2 separate regions of the Ovis aries genome follow, and region 2 is linked to region 1. A link is a contact called in public Hi-C data. All regions are on one chromosome and are shown on one strand. Each heading gives the region's core, a stretch centred on a gene start, on an enhancer-like site or on the middle of the called end of the contact. The rest is flanking DNA. Distances are from core to core; before and after follow the strand shown.

Region 1 (6,345 bases), core at 2,250-4,749:
AAATAACAAAAAAAACCCAAAAACTTCTTCTCAGGAAAAAAAAAAAAAAATTCAGCATTTAAAATCCTGACCACCACTTTGAGATTCATTATAGCCTTGTTCTATTAGTAATCCTCATGTTCTTCATGGGAAAGGAGTGGCTGTACCTGATGTATGTGAATATGTGAATATTCTCTTTATTCAGTTTAATTCCAGTAAATTCACTCTTAATAGTGAAATAAACACTCCTACCACCTTTAAGCTGTGTTCAGGATTCATAATGGACATAATCAAACTCTGTAATTTGTGTGTTGTATAAGGTCCTTAACAATTGTTTCACTCAAGAAAACTACTCGTTATCAAAAGACCACACTACCCACATTCTTTACACAGTAAAAACTGGAAGGGAAATTCCTAAATTTTAAATAAATCCAATGAAACATTAAGTTATTATAGTTCTAATACTCAGTAACATAACATTGTAAATCAACTATATTCCGACAATTTTTTTTAAAAGCTCTAACATTCAGTAAATGCATAAAATATTTTACTTACTGCTGGCTGTACTTCCTCCACTCTGATTATCTGAAGAGTTCAGGTCTAGGCCAGCAAACTAGAAGAGAGTTAAATTTTGGTTAGCAGCCCATGCGCAGAAACATTACACTAAAGGAAAACTTAGTGGAACTCTTAAGGAGAATGTGACTAAGAACGTGAGCAAACGCAAAATACTACAGTACTACAGTTTACACTGCAGAAGGTACCTAATCAAGATGGTGGCGCTATCCAGGAGAAACCGGGTCCAAATTCATAATCAAAATGAATTTTCCCTGTAACTTTTTCCATTGTAAAAGTTCAAAAAATTTAAATTATTTCAAAATGTCAAGTAGTCAGTGGATTCATTTTAGCTCCAAATATTTGGAGATAAATGTTTTCTACTGGGAATTATTCTAAACCTACAGAGCACACCTGAAAAATATTCAGAACAAAACTTGTATTGACCATTTCTCAGCTTTCATTTCTAAATACTGCAACTAGAGTAGCACTCTTCAGAACAAAAATTTACAATATAACCACTACACAACCATATTAAGTAGGTATCTATTTATTTTTCCATTTTCACAGTGAAGCTGAGAACACTTTGGACATAAATGGCACATTTTACTGCCTTTCATCTCCATTTCTACCCATCCCTTTACACTGGTAACTTAAAAGCCTCAACATTCTAAAAAAAAAGCGCTTCATCGAATTCTGTGATGACTAAACAAACTATTTACAAAGCAACGAGGAGAAAACTATGTACCAAAAGCAGTATTTCATTAAAAAAAAAATTTAACCAGCCACACGGCACTATTGCCACGTGTTTCCAATAAACCACAACGTTTAAGTCCTGTTAAAAGCTTAAAATTGTATACTGTAAAGTTGCAAGCATCAATGTAATCACTGAAAACTGGAAGATGCTAAATCTTAAAGAAAAAATGAATACGGTAACACTTTGGAGGCAGCTCGTTTCCTAACTTCTATTAACAAAACGCTGCGGTGCTTTCTCTGCACGATTGTCTCAGCAACAGACTAATACTTTAAGGCACAAAAACTTCCTTTTTGTTCTTATTGCAGTACGTTTTGTTATTAATTTTACACTTGGCAAAATGAACTACGTGGAGCACTTTAAATGCTACTGTAAATTGCTAGGGTGACATTAATGCAATTTTCTCATTTGTGAATTTGCTTGCTGCTTAATTCTAACGACTGTGTATATTTTTTTCCAATTATTTCGATTTCAAGTTTTATTCCTGCTTATAATCTTAAATAGGTGCCGGCACCACCTATATGTTCAATTTAAAAACTGGGGACCGGCCATGTTCTTGATCAGATTTTTTTTTATGTCTCTGCTCCATTTAACACGGAACATGTCAGCATTTGGAAGCTTTATTCCGATTCATTAATGGAAAAAATGCTCTCCCCCAAACAGATAGCCGAGTTCCTATAAAACACTATACACGACTGAAAATCTATTAACAATTCATTTGTGTCACTCAAGTTCGTTTCAGAATTCTGGAGCTCGCGATAAGCAGAAGTTTACTTAAAAGCAACAAAACATCGATTGAAGAGCTTCTCTGAAGCGTGGTGCCACTGTTGCTGAGGGATGCAGACTTCTGCCATCTCCGCCCAGAACCCCTCCTCTGCGATCACGCGCCCTCCCGTCCTCTACCTCTAAACCCTTACAAGAGGGGCTCCAATTAAGACAAACCCGGGGCCCCTGACTGATTTCGAAATTTTCAGTCCACAAGCAGCAACAAGTCACCAACAAAATTCCTTATTTCTTCCCAAGCCACATTCCTGGCGTTTTTTCCCAGGCCGAGCCCCGCACCAAACGTCCCCAACCTGAGGACACTGGTACACTCCGTGGTACCTCCCAAAACGACGCGTGGCTCGGAAGAAAACCTCCACACTCACTATTGCGACCACGTGAGGCGGAGCCGGCCGTGCCGGGTCGCTAACCTCCTCGCCGCGTTCCACCTCGATCTCCAGAGCCCGGCGCCACCGCGCACGCAGCGGCCCATTCCTCCCTCCTCTCCATCCCTCCCCCCCCCCACTCCTCCTCGAATCTTCTGCGTCACAAAACTTTCCACTCCGGAAACGCGGCCTCGCGGGCCACGGACCCGAGGCTGCGGAAACCGGGCTGGAACGAAAAAAAAGCCCCGGGGAAGGAAGCCCAGGAAGAACAAGATGCCCATCCATCCCTGTTTCCGGGCCCTCGGCGGCCCGTCTTCCCCCGTTCGGGGGGCGCAGCGCCGCCCAGCCACCCGACACCACACAAAGGAGGCCGCCGCCATTACCCCGAGCGAAGGCCACCCCCCGCACCGCCCCCTCCCACATTCCAGGGCCGCTTTCCACCGCCCGCTCACACGCGCGTGCACACACAGACACGCCAACGCCGCCTGGGTCTCCGACAAGAATCCGAGCCGCGCACGCCCGAACTCTCAGGGCCATAAAGGTCCCCTTTCGCGAACCTCCGCGCCGCGCCCCTCCCCCCCCCGCAACACCCATGGGTCACAAGTCAAGTCGAGGTTCGCGCGTGCGCGCCTCCGCGAGAACGCGCGCCCCCTCCCCCTCCGCCCGCCTGCGCACGCACACACAAAAGCCGCCATTGTGCTCTGCCCGGGGACAATACCGCCGGCCAAGCTGGGGCCCCTGCGACAGCCACAATCAGCATTCCGGTCACCTTCCCGTTCCCCCACAGCCCCGGGACACTGACACTCGCTAGCCTGAGGGACCCAGAAAATGGGAACTGAGGGTACCAGGTAGCACTGCGCCACAAACCAGGTTAGATCGGGGGAGGGATTCCTGCAGCAACAATCCCGGTAGGCTCCTTGCGGCTCACCTGCTGGTCCAGCCCGAGCGCATTTTCCACCGCCACATGACTCATCCCTGAAGAGTACCGAGAACTCGGAGTCTTCCGCTGCTGAGCTAATGTGTTGGGTTCACCGCGAAGGTCCTCTCACGGGAGAACTGCGGCTCTGAAATGCACGGCGCGGCCACGGATCTAATATACCCGCTCAAGTGACTGCTACGTCAGCACGTACGACGTGTGCCCTCCCTCTCACACCCGCACTCCTCCCGCCGCTACGACTTTTGCCTAGCTACTGCGCGCTCGTTTAGTCCTAACCTCGCGGGATTTCCTAGTCGGTGGCGTCTGCGCCTCGTCGTCCTACCTTGGCACTCAGCGCTAAATGCTGTCCTAGATCGCTTGAGTGCCACTTCCCCTGTCCTCCGCTATTACCTTTTCTCAGGACTGGGAGGTCTCGAGATCTCGCGAGACCTCATCCCCTCCCGTTTTCCGCCAGCTGTGAGACCTTAAAATATAATCTAGACCTTTTTCCCCTTTTTTTCCCAACCTCCTCAGTTTTCACTGTTCCTTTCTTTCTAGGGAGCACTCTTTCCTTCTCTCTCCGTCCCCTAGACTTTGAAAGGTTGTGCGATTTCTCCAAACTAATCAGCCCATGTATTTTCCCGGGCAGAAGCCCCGAAATCCAAGTTTGGCAATGAGGGGCCCGAAGCCCAGGGGACAGCGGGTCACGTGACCGCAGGTGCCAAATGCGGAGGCCATTTTGTGGAGCAGGAAACCGTGGTTTTAAATAGAGTGCTCGGAATCGGGGGGAGGAGGGGAAAGAGGGAGGGAGGAGACGGGAAGAGGAGAAGGGGGGAGGGGGAAAAGAGAGGAAGGAGGAGGGAAGAGGGCGTGATGGTGATGGGGCGTGGGGGGGAGGGAGAAGTGGAGGGGCGCTGGCGGCGCGCGCGGGTGGTGGGACACTAGTTGCCTAGGCAGCGGGTGCGCCGCCTAGGAATGCCATAGCCCCTTGGTTCCCACACACACCTCCGACTCCCCCACCAAGAGAGCGCGCTCTAGCGCGCGCGTCCCCGCTCCCCGCAGTTAAGAAACAATGAGACAATCGGGCTGAACACGAGCGGGAGGTAGCGCACCCTCTTGGGACCCCCGCCCTTCGCCGGCACCACAGCTCCGTTAGGCCGCAGGTTTCCTATTGTGGGGCGTCCAGCGGCTCAGGGCCGATGGCCACCACCGGCGCGGTGCTGCTTCCCTCAAAGCCAGAGGACTCGGGATGGAGAGCCGTTCTCCTAGGGAGTCGGAGGCGTTTGTGGTTGGGCGCAATCTGGGCCTGCCGAAGAAAGTCTACCGCATCATCGGCCTGGGTTCAGGGTGACCCCGGGCCACTGCGGTGAATGGGGAATTGCCGGAATGGGTCGGAGGCACCCCTTATGCTCCCCCCTCCTAAGCAGGCGACCTCCGGTCCCAACCTCAGTGCCACAGAACCTTAAATAGAAGAAAATGTGTTGACTAGTGAATCCCTGGCTTTAAGCGAGCGGCGGCACATATATGGTTTTTAGAAACGTTTTTCTCTCTTTTCTGACCCTCAGCCTGACAGAATTAAATAATATACAGGGTTTCCAACCATCCCCCAAAGGATCTGCTGCTGCCAGAATTCAAACAGCTCGTTCACATCACGTACTTTACCACTTTGCTTTTCTCTTCCAATTTTTAAAAATGAAACAAATTCTAACGAGATAGGGAGATAAAATAACACTTCTGTCCTGGGCAAGTTGCTTAACTGCTTTAGGTTTCGATTTCCTCTATAAAAGGAGGTGGACTACGTGACCCCGCGAAAGACCAGATTCCTTTTTATAACAACTATTTGGTAATGTCCCCTTTAACCATACTGAAATAGTACACCACAGATAACGTAACCTAACAACACACAATTTCAAAAAACACGACATAACGAGAATAAAAGCAAAATAATTATAATAAAGCAATATATTTTAATATATGAATGCTCCCACACAGGGGCACTAAATGATGATAGATACCTGCCTAGCGCAGTCACAAATGCAAACTGAAAAAAGTGTTTTTACAATTCAAGTACCATAAACAATGTTACATTGGTGACCTTAGTTTCCAAAATGGCAAACTCTTGGTAATGTTTGAAACAAAAACACAATAGTCTTCCCTCAAGTGATAGTTTTATTCCTAGAATTCAGTGTATATCGAAACTGGGTAAAATATTTTTGTTTATAGGTAAAATATAGTGTGTGTTCTAAGCTTATATCATGATGAACTGTTTTTTTCCATTGAGTCAATTTTTCTCTGTATGGGACAGTTCAGATTTGAACTGTCAGATATTGAACTCTTCAGATATCGCTAGAGTATCTAGCAAACCTGGTCTCTGCTCACTAACTTTAGTAGCCCTTGCCAATCATTGCAACACCCTATACATATATAATTTTTTAAAATTATTTTTCACAATGCCCCCTTGAGAACTATTAAGCTTAATAATGATCATTAAGGTCCCTTTCAGCCCTACAAGCACGGGTGAGGTGAGTTTTCACTTGGTTTTGCTTCCTTTTCGTATGGACCAGAGTAAAGATTTAAAAGCCCAGAGTTCCGACAGTTCAAACTGCATATAGCAACGATGGGATGTTCTGAGTACCCAGGTTCTGCTTTTAAGTAGAGCCAATTAAAGGGTACTGCCATGGGAGTATCTAAAAGAATTAAAATATATAGCCGTTTCCCGTTTTCAATTAACCCCTGCTCATAGGCATTCTCAGTTCAAACCAGTGGCATGTTTTGTTAATCAATTTGTTTAGCATTGGAATATCAATTTGGAAAGGAAGCAAAGTAAACATAAAGCTTTGTTTTCAAACGCATTCGTTCTGAAAAAGGATGGCGCGCTTGAGGTAGCTAAATGAGCCAACTTTCACAACACTCGGAATAACTTTACCTCTAAGCAAGTATTTGAATACCTTTTCCATTAGGCCCTTTTTGTAGGTTTTATTTTTGTTTGGCCACAC
Region 2 (6,390 bases), core at 3,700-6,199, 94 kb before region 1:
GCAGCAGAAGCATCTGGGAACTGGTTAGGAACGGGGAAGTCTCAGCACCCCCCACCCCAGGCCCCTAGAGCCAGCATCTGCATTTTAACAAGATTCCTATGCATGGAGAAGACTCTTGAGAGACCCTTGGACACCAAGGAGATCAAACCAATCCATCCTAAAGGAAATCAACCCTGAATATTCACTGGAAGGACTAATGCTGAAGCTCCAATACCTTGGCCACCTGATGCGAAGAGCCGACTTGTTGGAAAAGACTGATGCTGGGAAGGACTGAAGACAGGAGGAGGAGACAAAAGAGGATGAGATGGTTGGATGGCATCTTTGACTCAATGGACGTGAGTTTGAGCAAGCTCTGGGAGTTGGTGACAGGAAAGCCTGGCGTGCTGCAGTCCATGGAGTCACAAAGAGTCAGACACGACTTAGCGACTGACGAACAACAACTATGAGCCCTAAAGTGGAAAGCCCTGGTTCAGGGGAGTGGTGGAGGGGCTCTGTTCAAGGTGATGACAGCGGTTTAGGTGTCCCTACATTCTTCTGGCCCCATCAGATCCACCAGGCCTGACTGTAGGGTCTGATCCTCTGCTCAGCAAGTTCCTCTGCTCACCAGGTATCCATGGCAACCTGTCACATCCTGGCTGTCCTGGCCTGGAACCAGGCAACAGAGACTGCTGTGCCCTGGGGAATTGTTGTTTTCTTCCATTTGGGTCTTGAAAGTCAAAATATGGCTGCACTTGTCATAACCTCTGCTAGGAAAGAAACTATACTGGAGGATCCCCTCCCCCCCAAAACAATGAAGTCCCTATCCCCAGGAGTGGGCCCTCCCTGCTCAGGTGGGAGCAGTGGGCAGCACTCCCCTGGTGACCACTCATGCTGGGGGCATCCTTACAGACTTCTTTCCAAACCTTGGCCCCAAGAAGCCTCTGCTCTGCCACCAGCAGGCCACAGGCTAAAACACAGCCCTGAGACCAGCCTGTTAACACCTATGACCATGGGCTGCACTTTCCAGGTCCACCTTGCCTTCAGTCTTCAGCAGGCTTGTGCCTGGGGCTCTGGGCCAAGGGTCTTCCTGAGGAAGACTGCCTCTGCCTGTGAAATCAGACATTTCTCCTGAGTGCAAAGTAAGGAACAATAAGAAGCCTGTCAGGCGAGAGACGGAGGAGGGCCCATTCACCGCACCAGCTAGTCACACTGACCGACTGGGGAACAAGGAGCCTGGTCATCAAAGACTAGTTCCCAGGGGGGTTAAAAAAAAAAGAAGCAAGAGGGGAGGGGGTGTCACAGGAAGTGCGATGGACTGCCGAGGCCCTGAGGAGAAACATCAGACTGGACCCTGTCTTTGGACAAGACAGCGCCCCGCCACACAGACACACACACACACACAGACAGACACACACGCAGACACACACACACACACACACACACCCGCCACTCGGAGGTGGGGGCTGCCGGCGCTGGTTCTCGGTCTTGATGCAGCTGGTGGCTGATGAGAGGGGCAGAAAAGGGAGGAGGAGTGGGCTAAGTGAGCACGTGACATAGAGGCGCCCGGGATGCGGGGCTTTGCCTTTGCAGGTGGCCTTCTAGAAAAGCTTCCATCAGCAGTGGGGGCGGGGGGAGCTCTAGCGTTTCTTTGTCATTGCTGCTGCATTGGTTTGGAAGCCGCCAGCAGGACTCAGCACGGGGCCGCTAATGAGAAGACAAAATTCCTTCGCGGGTTCAGGGGTTCAGACTTCAGCGGCCTCAAATGGGGAGGAAGGGGGCGGTGCTGGATACTAAACCAGATTCTTTCCATTTCTCTGCTGCCGACTCCTGCTGGCCCGCGTATACACACACACACCACAGGGAGACGAGACTATTCTGCAGGGTCAGCCCGCGCGGGCATGTTCAGCCTGGCACCGAGTGAAACAAAGCAAGGTGCCCCGTTCCATTTGATAGGAGGCGGGCGGATGAGGCAAACTCCCAGCCGAGCCCCGGAAGGAAGTCGGAGATCGCTTCCTTTCACGCTTTTATTTACTGATGAGCAACCCGGACCCAACTGCAACATGAAATGGCGTTATGCTTAGTTCGGATCCCCCCAGAGACAGATCCTGGGACAAGGATACAAATGAAAGTGCTGGATTTGTGAAGCGACTGTGGAAGCCCCAGCTGGAGCCTGGGGAAGGTAGAAATCAATGGTGTTATCAAACAAGCTGGCGCTGTGAGCCAGCAGAGCCTAATTCCGCGGAGTCGCATGTGGAGCCTAATACCCTAACAAACTCTGCGAAACAAGACTGAGCACACGTCTCAGAACGATCTCCTCCGCAGGGCAGGGAGCGGGGCACTTGTCCACCCACTCCCACCGTTGGTTGAGGCTGCTCCCAGAGGAGATGGGGGAGCCACTCCTCTTCCAGCAGCCTCTGGCTAGCAGGCTAAATAATGGTGATGCACCGATTCCTAAAGAAAACGTCTTTCCAGGCGTTTATCTCTTGTAACAAATCAGGGGACTGGGGGAGTAACCAAGCTTCCCCAGTTTGGCTGTTGGTTGTGGGTGCTCAGTCGTGTCGGACCCTGCGACCCTGTGGACTGTAGCCTACCAGGCTCCTCTGTCCATGGGATTTTCCAGGCAAGAGTACTGGAGCAGGGACTTCCCTGGTGATCCATTGGTTTTAGCTTCCACCTGCCAATTCAGAGGACATGGGTTCGATCCCTGATCGAACTAAAATCGAACTGAAATCCCACATGCTACAGAGCAACTAAGCCCAAGTCCACAACTAGAGAGAAGCCCAAGTGCCACAACTAAGACCCAACCAAAAAAAAAAAAATACTAGAGTGGGTTGCCATTTCCTCCTCTGCTGCATCTTCCCAACCCAGGGATCGGACTAGCGTCTCCTGCGTTAGCAGGCAGATTCTTGACCACTGAGCCACCTTGGAATCCCTTCCCCAATTTGTCATTGATAAAGAAATGCTGATTGGGATTTCTCTGGCAGTCCAGTGGTTAAGACTTCGACTTCCAAAGCTGGGGGTACAGATTCAATCCTGGTCAGGAGCTAAGATCCCACATGCCTTGCAGCCAAAAATAACCATAAAACAGAAGCAATATTGTACCAAATTCAATATTGACTTTTAAAATGGTCCACATTTTTTAAAAATCTTTAAATTAAAAAAAGGAAAGAAATGCTGATGACCAAGGAGGCATGGTACAGGAAGGGGTATCAGGACTTTTGCTCTATGCAGAGCTGCCCTGGGATGGGCTGTAAGGTCTCACCCTCCTCTGATGGGTGAGGCTGCCCCTCAGGGACTCCACAGCTGGTGGCCTCACCCTCCATTGTGCAGTGATACTTGGAGGCGAAGCCTGTTGTTCTGAGAACACAGATTTGCCTCCCGCTTTCTACACCATGGTCACAGTTCACAGACATTCCGACCCTGGATGGCCGGTCCTCAAGGCCTTTGCTCCTTTCTTTCTGAACTTCTCCACCCGCTGAAACCACAGCCTTCCCACAGGCTTAGCACAAGTCACCACCTCCTCTAAGAGATGAGACCCTCTTGGCACCCTCCCTCCTTGCTCACAGGCATCAGCCCTGACCTTTGTACTGTTTCAGTGGTCCAGGGCTGTGGTATGGTCCCACCGCCATAACATCTGACAGTTACCACCCTCAGACTGGGCAAGATGAAGGACCAGGAGTCAAGGTGCCAGGCACATGGGCACAAGATTCTGGGTACCTGGGACCTCAGGACTCCGTGCCCAACAGATTCTGAACCCGATTTTGTTAGTCTATCCTTCTGGGGGTAGTCTGTACCACCACTGTGCACACTCAAGCAGTGACCCCTTAAACAGCAGCCGTTTACTTGAGGACATGTGTGAGATAGGGCTTCTCTTGTGGCTCAGCTGGTAACGAATCCGCCTGCAATTCAGGAGACCTGGATTCAATCCCTGGGTTGGGAAGATCCCCTGGAGAAGGGAAAGGCTACCTACTCCAGTATTCTGGCCTAGAGAATTCCATGGACTGTATAGTCCATGGGGTCACAAAGAGCAACTTTCACTAAATGGACTTAATGGACACTTAATGTGTGAAAGGGCCCTTGTGGTGTGCAATGGACACAGGCAAGGAAGAAGAGGGAAACCATGCCACAGCCCTTGAGCAGGGGAACTCTCTCTGCCACCACGTCCCAGGTAGTGGTGCACAAATGTCTGCTAATAAAGCCCATGTGAGAATTGGGGGAACACGACAACTATAGAAAAAGACTGGGGCACACGACAGCCTTGGCCCGACCCCAGCTTTTTCTCTGACTTATTCTGTGGTCTCAGGACAGATAACCCCGCTTCCTATGCCTTACAGTACTTGAAACTATTCCATAATCTAGTCCAGACCAGTATTCTTCAAGTAAGTAAACTGAGGCCCACAAAGGTTAAGTGACCTGCTCCCCGGGGTGACAGTGAAGGGGAGGTGGAACTAGGACCCAGTCCTCCTGCCTCCCAGTCCCTGGGTTATTCTGGCACCCTAGTGAGACTGGAATGCCATGGATCCCCATCCCCCTGGCCACTCCTGTGCTCGGGGAAGGGGGAAAAGAGGAGGGAGCCACTCCCCTTCTCCCCAGGCACCTCTAAACTGCCTCCGCTGAAACCTTTCTACGGCTCCAGCATTTAACTCCTTTGTTCTCTTTGAGCAAATCAGCCTACTTCCTCTCACTTCCAATTTTCCAATGGAAACTCAGCTCTTAGGGGCTTGGTTAGTTAGATCAGCCTGTGCTCAGGGGCCGCGGTTCTGGAATTGGGGGGAGGGGAGGAGCAGAGGAAACTGTGCCTTCATTCTGCTGACTGCCGGTGGACTGACGTCGCCCCAACTGCAGGCCCAGACATAGTCAGGGTGCTCGCACGCCTTTCTATCCTCCCCAGGGCGGAGGGCGTGCCACCGCTCTAATGGAGGTGCAAGTAGGCAGCGAGTCACATGTCTGGACGTTTCGGCCTAGTCCCTCCTTCCATCCCTCCCTCCCCGGGCGTTGGAGAACTAGTTCAGCTCGCTAACCTCGGTTAGCAACCACTCGTGACACGGTGGGGGTTTTTTCCCCTTAAGGTCACGTCCTTGCGAAACCTCTACAGCTCCCGCCCGCAACCACCGGCCCAACCCCCACCCCTCCGGGAACGAAGAGGCGGAGCCGCCGGGCGCTGAGCCCCGCCCCCGCCAAGCCCCGCCCCATCCACTGCAGTCGCCAGGGGGCGCTGAGGCTCCGGTTCCGGGCAGGGCGGCTCCCACTCCTCGGCCCCGCGCCCCCGCGGGCCACTCTCACCAGCTCGGCGAGGCGGGGTGGGGGCCCGGGAAAGTCCCAGGGCGCGTCTGTGCCGGAAACGTTAGTCATGCACCTGGAGCCGCAGAATATCCGGCTGGAAGGGATGCCAGGGCGAGGGCTTGACTTGTCAAAGGTCACACCCTGAGGAAGGTCTCCAGAGCCTTGCCCTCCTGACCCCGCCTTGTAACTCTGATGGTGCCTGGTACCGTGTTTGCTCATCTGTAAATAAGAGCTGGCTCAGGATCCCTTCCTGCTGTATCACTCAGCAAATGCTGCCCACTGCCCAAAGATACACCTCCTTGGAGCCTCTTTTACATTGCATCAGAAAGTGAAGTCGCTCAGTTGTGTCCAACTCTTTGCGACCCCATGGACTGTAGTCTTATCAGGCTCCTCCGTCCATGGGATTTTCCAGGCAATAGTACTGGAGTGGGTTGCCATCAAAAAGTAGATCTCTTCATTTCCCAGTAAAAGGGGCCAGAGCTCCTTGAAGGAGTCTGTTTGCAGGTCTGGGGCAGGCAAAGTACATGATCCTGGAACATCTCATTATTTCAGAAGACAAGGCATCAGAAATATTTGAGTAGAAGGAAAGTTGAGTGGTTCCACTGGCCAAAGATGGGCCAATAAGAATAGTGACTGTAAAATGAAATAAACAGTTTTGTTAAATCCTGACTTTGGAAGTTACTAGGGCGTTTTTCTCCAAGGTGATAACTAAAGGGAAAGAATCAAGCATTTATCTTGCCTTTTCTTTTATGGGCTGTATTTCAGGATAACCAAATATGCTAGTTGATGGGAGAATATGTTTCCTTTATAAAAGAATCACAGCTAATAAATGCAGAAGTGATAGAAGGAGGAAATCACTATATTGCAATGAAATCATGCATCCTACGGATCCTTCTCAAACATTCCCCCAAATGCCCCCCAGACATTAGGGACCTTTTGATATGATATAATAGAAAATACACAGCTCTACCACTGAAGTTTGGAACAGAAAAAAAGAACCTGAAGCTAATCAAGCCTTCAGATCTAGCTACCATTTAAAGGAATGTGAAGGATGGAGAAGTATGTTAAAAGACTCCAAAGATACAATAAGCTAAATATATAGACTGTGGAAAGTTCGACAGGAGAAAT

What was found. A called contact is a pair of places that touch in the nucleus more often than the background predicts.
Region 2: a contact with region 1 is called in a Hi-C map of hypothalamus, with 7 times the contacts expected there. The contact joins the enhancer-like site here to the promoter of DDX3X in region 1. A contact is called at or near these places in 8 of 16 Hi-C or Micro-C datasets (blood, hypothalamus, liver and 3 more).

What each region holds. Positions count from the first base shown.
Region 1 is chrX:40,560,833-40,567,177 of ARS-UI_Ramb_v3.0, reverse strand. DDX3X (DEAD-box helicase 3 X-linked) reads right to left here and starts at 3,499. Exons shown (of 17, transcript XM_060407509.1): 1 at 3,362-3,499; 2 at 535-592. The coding sequence starts at 3,406.
Region 2 is chrX:40,656,015-40,662,404 of ARS-UI_Ramb_v3.0, reverse strand. No RefSeq gene overlaps it. Among named protein-coding and RNA genes, the nearest start is that of NYX, 18 kb to the left of the region's middle. Within about 2 kb of position 4,949, at least 41 of the 54 cell types and tissues checked have an H3K27ac peak or open chromatin away from gene starts, as enhancers often do. A contact at or near this core is called in hypothalamus and liver, where this site is marked.